Linked DNA regions of Callithrix jacchus: region 2 is linked to region 1. Evidence: chromatin contacts called from public Hi-C data. All regions are on one chromosome and are shown on one strand. The core of a region is the stretch at or near the end of the contact, and the rest is flanking DNA. Distances in the headings are between cores, read along the strand shown. Region 1 holds the start of OSER1 (oxidative stress responsive serine rich 1). Region 2 holds the start of TTPAL (alpha tocopherol transfer protein like).

Region 1 (4,340 bases), core at 1,045-3,544:
CACTGAAAACAGTCTCAAAATAATTCAGCTACTAAAAAAAAAAAAAAAAAAAATCACCCAGCCTGCACCTCAACTTCTCAGGACAAAAATAATAATAATAATAATACACTCTTCACATACATTTTGCTGGTTTATTTAAGTACACGAACATGAAGAAACACTATCCACACAATCCCATGCACAATAAACTCCTATATACCTGGGGCAAAAGGTGAGCAATCACTTATCCAGTATTTTCAAAGCTTCACATCATCTAAAAAAAGGACTACGGTAAGTTGTAAACAAATTATTCCTGCTGATAGAACTAAATTGAGGTTTGACTTACAGTGTTCCTCATTACCTTATGACCCATTAGTCAATGTTCAGCCCTTACAGAGTTAGCAAATCATCTGAGCCAATCTCCCCAACTCGCAGACCCCACATAAGTCCTCTTTAACCCTCTCTGGAAATCAGTCAACATATTTATGTACACGTCAAATTTAAGTATACACTGCTGAATCCTACAGGCAGAAATTCATTTCTTCCACACATATTTACAGAATTCCTACCACGTGCATGATACTAGACCGAATGCTAGGGACAGAAGCCTAAACTCCATTTCTGTAAGGCCTAGAATCTCATTCCTGCGCTCCCAGAGCTTACAATGTTAACACTGCGCTAAGAGGCTCTGAACCCACAGACGTAACTTCTAATTATACCATGCTGACTAATAGCATGGCAGGTGATCACACTAGATGTTAATACAAACTTTACATTCCTGTTGACACACTAAAAAAATCTATCATCTAAAAAGCAAAACAGGCCAAAATTATAATCTGGCTATAGACTAAAACTTCAGGGATGAAGTTCTGTCCAAACGATTTTCAGACTTTCAGCATTTTTGACTACTCGCCTTGTTTCTGTTAATTTAGCCCAGAGCAAAGGTGTTAGGCGTAACTTTAAGAGCTAGAGGAGAGCATGTTTGTAATTATAAAAAGCTCACTATGCCCCTGTGCATCCCCAGATCCCCATTCACTGAAAGCAAGGGCTGTACAACTAACTGGACAACAGATATAACTGGCTGGCCCTTCGTCATTAATATTAAATTTGTGGGAGACAGTCTTGGCGTTTTCACTGCAGTGAACTCTTAAAGTTGAACGATCTCCAGAGATGAAACTTTAAAGCCTATTCCAAGTTACTTTGTGTTAACTCAAACCACACTGGGCAATTTAACTGTGCCTCGGATTTTCCACAACCTTACAAAAATTACAAAGTTCTTCGAAGTTCCTCCATCAAAAGGACAAATTCCTGGTTTTTCTCTTTCAACGAAAGAAATGCGTCACAATCTTATTTGTATCTTGCCGTTTTAACCAAGACCTCCTTGAATCTCAAGTCTAGGTCTACATTTCCAGGCCCCTGAGAAGACCAGAGAACGATTAATAAGGGATGCGCGGGTAAGCGTTGTCATCACAATGTTAAAGATATCGAAACTCCCAGACCACCAGGAAGCGCTGAGTACGGGAAAGAAAACCCTGCCCAGCAACTCGAATAGACAAACTAGACCGGTAGAAAACAATCGGTCCCCAGGACAAAAAGCACATTCACACCTTCCTCTGCAACCGACTCATCCCTTTACACTCGCAGTGCTGCAACCAAAACACGAAGTTATTTCTTTTCATCCGGAGTGTGGACCTGTCGCGGTTAAACATGAACCGAGGAAAATTCCTGCTCAGAACCCGGGGGGAGAAGGCGTCGGAGAGGACCGGACTGTCCAGGGGCTCCGCCCGTCAGGGGTCTCCAGCTGGCAAGTTGCGCTCCTCGGGAGATTCCCGGTGTCAGAACGAGAGGCTGGAGTCGGAGCGAGGCACAAGGGATGAGGGAGAAGAAACGAGTGGGGCCGAAGAGGCAGCCAACGAGAATGGGGCTACGAGGAGAGCGGGAAAGGGCGGCCAAGGAGGGCGAAAAGGGGAAGCTGCCGCTGGGCGGGAGACGGCGGAGGAGCGGAACGGGGCGGGGGCCGCGGGAGGACAGAAAGGCGGGAAGGGGAGAGAGCGCGGAACTCGGAACTCCAGCAGGTACAGGCCGCGGCGGAGGAGGGGGCGCGGAGAGGCCCAGGCCTAGCCCAGGGAAACGACGCGACTCGAGGCGGGCGGGCCCGGAGAAAGCCGCCCGCGGCCCGGCCGGCTGTGGAGGCCGAGACGCGGTACCGTGGCCGCTCTCCCTCACGTCAGGGCACTTACCTCCTCGCAGCTGGGGCACTCGAGTGATCCGACGCCGTCAGTTCCGAGCTTTTCTCCCGAATCTCGGCTCCCGACTGACCCGGATCCAAACCCGCCAAGAGGGCGGCCCGCGCCTCAGGAGTTGCACTGAGCCTGCGCATTCCCGTCTGCGTCCCGTCCCCCTACTCATGCTCCTCCCACCCCAGTGAGTCGGCAGCGCGGCAGGCGACGGCTACGCAGGCGCAGGACGGCGCCCGCGCCTCTCTAATGCCCCGTACCCGCCCCCTTCGGTAGCACGTGCGCATTACATCATTTCCTGTTATTCTTCGGGTTTTCTCCTCCCAGTGGCGTGGGTTTGCTCCCGGCCTGCTTTTGGGGCGTGCCTGCTTCTTCCTCTCTGTCAGATGAGCGAGTAGGCGCCAGGCAAGCAGTCGCCCTCTGCCTCCACCGCCCTGGGGTCTCCTTGTGCTTGGTTCTCACTTGAAGTCACCTGTGCAGCGGAATTCTGCGGAGCCGGGGCGAGGACAGGGTGCGGGGGTCTTTATGGCAGCGGATCCCCGGCTGAGCGCTTGGCCCAGTGTCTCTGTGATGCTAGAATCTGGACTGCCTGCGACCTTTCCTGGTCTCGGACACCAGCCCTCGCCTCCTGGTGATCTTTCAGGGCCTGCAGAGAAGCGAAGAGGTGTTGAACGTCGCCAGGGCCATTCGTGTGAAGCCGGAATTAGAATTGAATTGAAATGCCTTCGCTTTTGATATCACTGCTGTTTGTCATGAGCCAACTGCTTTTCCTTCTCTGGGCCTCAGTTTTCCGTCTAGTAAGTGAGGAAGTTGGACCTTATCGGTGAATCGTTCTTTTCAGGTGTAGACTCCTTTGAGAATCTAGTGAGAACTGTAGACCCTCTTGCCAAAGAAATGCACCTACACGCCAAATTTTGCAGAAAGATTTAGGCAGTTCACCTAAGGAGATGAATTTGGGGGCTCTTTACGTTTTTCTGATTCTGAATGTTGCTCAGGTGGCAAGCGGGAAAAGGTGATTTGTGCAACAGCTGCCACCCGCTCCATCACCAGGACTGGTTCTGCTGATCTAGCTGTGCCTCTCCTCGCCTGCCAGTCCCCGGCTCCACGTCCTCACTTCTCAACGCTTCATGAAAGCGGATGAATTTGCTCAGTAGAGTCGGCTAGCGTTGATTGCGGCCCACGCGTAGAGTGACGGTTTTTCCCTGAACCAAACTGGCCCCTTCCACCATCATTCATTCCCCAATACTTTAGTTGTAGTCAACTAACTAGATAGGCTACCGAAGATGGTTTAACTGTGTTCAGCCTAACTACAGCCAGGCATTGGAATGCCTGGCCTATGTCTGTAAATGAAATTTAGCAATTTATTGTATAATGTTGTTAAACACGAAGCCTGTAGTTGGCCCTGGGTAAAATATTTTAAATTCTCATCTTTCATACCAGAGGCTCAGTAACTGACGGGATGAAAGAAAGAAAGCTGTTCATTGTATTCATTGTAACCTAATGAGGCTAATTCGATAGCATTAGATGACATTAGAGATTAGATAACTTGTTCTAGCTGCCTTTGTCCTTTGTCACATAGGTCTAGTAAGTCAGGATTTAAACTGCCTTTCTCGACATCTCTAAAGAAAAAGCGGGAAATATGATGCATTTTTTTTCTCAGATCTCACCAAGTTAAATGTATCAGTAGCAAATAAGTGTTTTTAAGCTGCCACTTCAAAATATAACTTCAGATAAAATCTCATATATCTTTGAGAAGGCTGAGTGTGGTGGCTCATGCCTATAATCCCAACACTTTGGGAGGCGGAGGTGGGTGGATCACTTGAGGTCAGGAGTTTGAGACCAGCCTGGCCCACATAGCAAAACTCCACCTCTACTAATAATACAAAAAAATTAGCTGGGCATGGTGGGGCATGCACTTGTAATCCCAGCTACTCAGGAGGCTGAGGCAGGAGAATCTCTTGAAGCCCCTAGGTGGAGGTTGCAGTGAGCCAAGATTGTACCCCTGCACTCCAGGCTGGGCAACAGAGCAAAACTATCTAAAACAACAAAACACACACACACACACACACCTCGTATATCCTTGAGGGGAAAGAATTGTCTGGATCACGATTGACTTCCCAGAGC
Region 2 (4,340 bases), core at 709-3,208, 250 kb after region 1:
TGGCCAGGCTGGTCTCGAACTTCTGACCTCACGTGATCCACCCACTTCAGTCTCCTAAAGTGTTGGGATTACAAGTATGCGCCTGGCCTTACCTTCCGTTTTAAAAGAGATTTCACAGATGTAATTAATGTAAGGATCTTGATATGGTACCATTATTCTGGATTATCTGGGAGCACCCAATGTAATCCCAAGAGTCCTTATATGAAGCAGGAAGCAGGAGGATCAGTCAGTATTAGATGTGACAACAGAAACAGGAGGTTGAGGTGATTCAAGGAGGGGGCCATGAGTAAGGAATGCAGGTGGCCTCTACAAACTGAAAAAGGTGGAAAGAAATTGATGTCCCAAAGAATGCAGCCTTGCCAACACCTTGACTTCAGACTTTTGACCTAGAGAACTGCAAGAGAATATATATGTGTTGTTTCAATCCATGAAGTTTGTAGTAATTCATTGTAACAGTAACAGGAAAATAATACATGGATTTAGCATACAAGACAAAACTCATGATTCCCAGCAGCCAAATTTGAATTTCCCACAAACAACAATTTTTAAAGTATAAATATGTCTCAAATGTTGCAGGACATATTTATTTTTTATTTTTTAATTTTTAGATTTATTTTATTCATTTATTTTTTTGAGATGGAGTTTTGCTCTTGCCCAGGCTAGGGTGCAATGGCGCCATCTCAGCTCACTGCAACCTCCACCTCCTGGGTTCAAGCAATTCTCCTGCCTCAGCCTCCCAAGCAGCGAGGACTACAGGTGCCTGCCACCATGCCCAGCTAATTTTTTTTTTTTTTTTTGTATGTTTAGTAGACACGGGTTTCATCATGTTGGCCGGGCTGGTCTCAAACCCCTGACCTCAGGTGACCCACCTGCCTCAGCCTCCCAAAGTGCTGGGATTACAGGCATGAGCCACCATTTCCGGCCTATTTTTTTCTGTTTGGAAAGGAACATATTTACATGTTTATCTGAAATTCAAACTGTAGTGAATATTCTATATTTTTTCTGTAATTCCTAGAAGCGATGAAGCTGAGAGCAGGAGTCAAAACTCATGATTCCCAGGTCCCCACCACACTGCCACCCCCTTGCCCCTTAATCTAGCATCTGGCAGAAACTGCCATGTTCTTATGGCCTTCATGGATGACTTCCCATCTTCTTGGGACTCTGCCGCCCCTGGGGTAGAGAAACGAAAAGACTGTTTAAGATCGTCTCTTGGGGCTCAGAGTTCTCCTGGACCACCAGAATTTCTCTCTAGAAATGGCTTAGTGTTTCCTCTGCCTCAGAGGGACCGAGGAGATTTGTCTAAAAGTTGCAGCTCCACAAAATCCTTGCGAGGGGATCTTGATGGACTGGGGTGGGAGTTAGTCATGTCTTTGTCTGGAGGGAACTTCGTGAGCCCAAAGCAGGAAAAAAGTAGTTACTGAATCAGGCTCCAGAGCAAGAATCAGGTTTCAGATGAGGAAACAGAGGCCCAAGGAGGAAAGGGGACTTGCTCCAGGTCACTCAGTTAATGACAGACAGACGTCTCCTGGTTTGGAATCTCCCCTTTTGGAGCAGACAGTCCTGATAGCAGCCGTAATAGAGGAAAAGTCTAGAATGCTAATTCTGAGATCTAGGTTTGAAGCCCTTTACCGCCTTGATTGCCACTTTCCTTTTCGTGAAATAAGGTAATTGCGTAAATATGAGGAGTTAATGAGATCATGGATGTGAAACAACAGGTACATGTTAGCATGCTCTTGGAAAATGGCAGCTTCTTTCCTTCCTTCTCTGAGCTTCAGTTTCCCCATCTATACGCCGGGTTTGACAAGTGGCTGGCGTCCCAGCTCCTCCCAGCCACTCCGGGTCCGCAGCGCTGAGTCCCGGCCGCTAGGTGGGGATAGAACGCAGGCGTTGCCGGGAGGTGTCGCACAAGCGCGCCCCTAGGCGGAGCCCCGCCTCCCACGCCCTGGCACGTCACTTCCGGCGCGAAGGGCCGGTCTGGCCGGGCCGGCAGTGCGGGTCGTTTCTGCGCGCGCTGCCGGACGAGGCTCCCGCCGCCGATTGACCCGCGCTCCGCCCGTAGCCGGGCCGGTGAGTGCCCGCGAGCCCGTCCATGTGCCCTGGGAGCCAAGGAGAGGGACCTCTGAGAGGGAAGGATAACCGGAAGTGGGTACCAGAGGCGCGAGAGACCCCAGGAAATGGGGACACCTGGGGAGGGGGTGACAGCCGGAAGTGGGGGCTTCGGAAGGTTGTCCACGAGATGTGGGGGTCGGGGGCTCCAGGAGAGATGGCCTCCTGACCTCTGCTTGTTGAGTGGATGGGGTGGAGAGGAAAGTGATGCTCCGGAAAGCGATGGGCTCCATGTGGGGGCAGATCCCCGGCTTCACCCGTAAGTGGTGTCTGCATCTCACTCATATGTCCGCCTGTCAGCTCATTCATCAGCCTGTGACTGAGCCCTGCTGGGCGCTCGGCACTGCTGAGGCCCTGGAGAGTCAATAGGAAGCTCCAGGTGGAGGGTAGAGATGAGGAGCCCAGGGTGGGGCTAGACGCATCCTTGCTCTGCCTCATCGGGTGCCCCCTTGGCGCATTGCTTAACCAATATCCCCCGCTGGTGTATACAGGCCACTGCCATGTGTCAGGCACTGGAGGTGGCAGCGGACGTGGCAGACAAGCACTCTGCCCTCGTGAAACTTACATTCTAAGAGGCAGTGCTCCTTGTCCTTTTAAAAATGGGAACAGTAACAGCGCTCTTACCAAATACTGTGAAAATTAAATGAGGAAATGCATAAAGGGCTTAGCAATGCTTGATATATGGTAAAATGCTCAAGTATGCATTATCTTCATTCCACTGTGATGTAAGCTTCATAAGGCAAAGAATTAGATTGTTTGCATGTGCGTTCCCAGTGCCTCTATGGTAGGTGATCAGTAATTATTGGATAAATGAATGGGTGGTGAAATTGAGCCTGGTTTTATGTAAACGCCCCTGCCATTGGACTGTAATTTCTAAAAATGAATTAGGAACCCAGTTTTGTGGAAAACTGGAGGGAATCACCCTCAGGTAGTTTGGGAAGGATTCACAGAGGAGGTAACCTGGCAGCTGGGTCTTGAAGGCAATTTGAGCTGTCTGATTAGGAACAAAGAAGAGAAATTTTCAGGTAGAGTGTATCAGAAGTGCACGAGGTGTTCCAAGGATGATGGGTCATCAGTTTGTTTTGACTGGTATTTAATATGCATCAAGGTGGGGTGAGGTGGGAAATGAGGCTGGAGGTGAGGCCTATACCTTGTGAACACTAGTTTGTCTCAGGTAGACACTAAATTTCTTGGTGACTTCTTGCAGGCATCTCTTGGTGACTTCCATAGAAACAAAGCCATAGTTGTTCTATTCTTCACTTAGCATACCTCTGCCAAGCAGATGAAAGTAATTCAATAAATATTTATGGAGTGCAGACTATGTGTCTAACACCACGTTAGATGCTGGATTTAAGATAATGAAGAAGACATACCTGGATGTTGCTCACAAATTGCCAACAGACAATTGCAGCAGAGTGAGAGAAGTGTAGGGCAAAAGCCTCACCTGGCCTGGGGGTCAGCAAAGGCTACCTGCTCCAGGCCACTAGCATCTCTCACCTGGATTATTACAATAACCTCTAAATGGCCTCTTTGCTTTGGTCCTCACCCCCTTAGAGTTCATTCTCAAGACAGCAGAGTGGTCCTTTTAAAATATATTTTTATTTATTTATTTGAGATGGAGTCTCACTCTGTCGCCCATGCTGGAGTGCAGTACATAATCTTGGCTCACTGCAACTTCTGCTTCCTGGTTTCAAGCGATTCTCCTGCTTCAGCTTCCCAAGTAGCTGGCACTACAGGTGTGCGCCACCATGCCTGGCTAATTTTTGTATTTTTAGGAGAGACAGGGTTTCGCCATGTTGGCCAGGCTGGTCTCGAACTCCTGACCTCAGGTGATCCACCTGCCTCAGCCTCCTAAAGTGTTGGGATTACAAGTGTGAGCCACCATGCTCAGCCTGAGAAAAAAATTTAAAAATTGGCCAGGCATGTTGGTGTGTGCCTATAGTCCCAGCTACCTGGGAGGCTGGGGCAGGAGGATTGCTTGAACCTAAGAGTTCGAGGTTGCAGAAAGCTATGATTATGCCACTGCACTTAAGCCTGGGTGGCAGAGCAAGACCCTATCTCTCTCTTAAAAAACAAAAAAAGTATGGCTGGGCACGGTGGTTCATGCCTGTAATCCTAGCACTTTGGGAGGCTAGGGCAGGTGATCACCTGAGGTTAGGAGTTCGAGACCAGCCTAGCCAACATGGTGAAACTCCATCTCTACTAAAAATTCAAAAAAATTAGCTGGGCGTGGC

The links. A called contact is a pair of places that touch in the nucleus more often than the background predicts.
Region 2: a contact with region 1 is called in a Hi-C map of skeletal muscle, with 5 times the contacts expected there. The contact joins the promoter of TTPAL here to the promoter of OSER1 in region 1. A contact is called at or near these places in 3 of 3 Hi-C or Micro-C datasets (induced pluripotent stem cells and skeletal muscle).

Annotation. Positions count from the first base shown.
Region 1 is chr5:39,574,796-39,579,135 of calJac240_pri, forward strand. OSER1 (oxidative stress responsive serine rich 1) reads right to left here and starts at 2,295. Exons shown (of 4, transcript XM_035298666.3): 1 at 2,220-2,295. It overlaps LOC144582478 (a long non-coding RNA gene), which reads left to right and starts at 2,598. Exons shown (of 3, transcript XR_013535209.1): 1 at 2,598-3,013.
Region 2 is chr5:39,822,193-39,826,532 of calJac240_pri, forward strand. TTPAL (alpha tocopherol transfer protein like) reads left to right here and starts at 1,959. Exons shown (of 4, transcript XM_078371732.1): 1 at 1,959-2,365.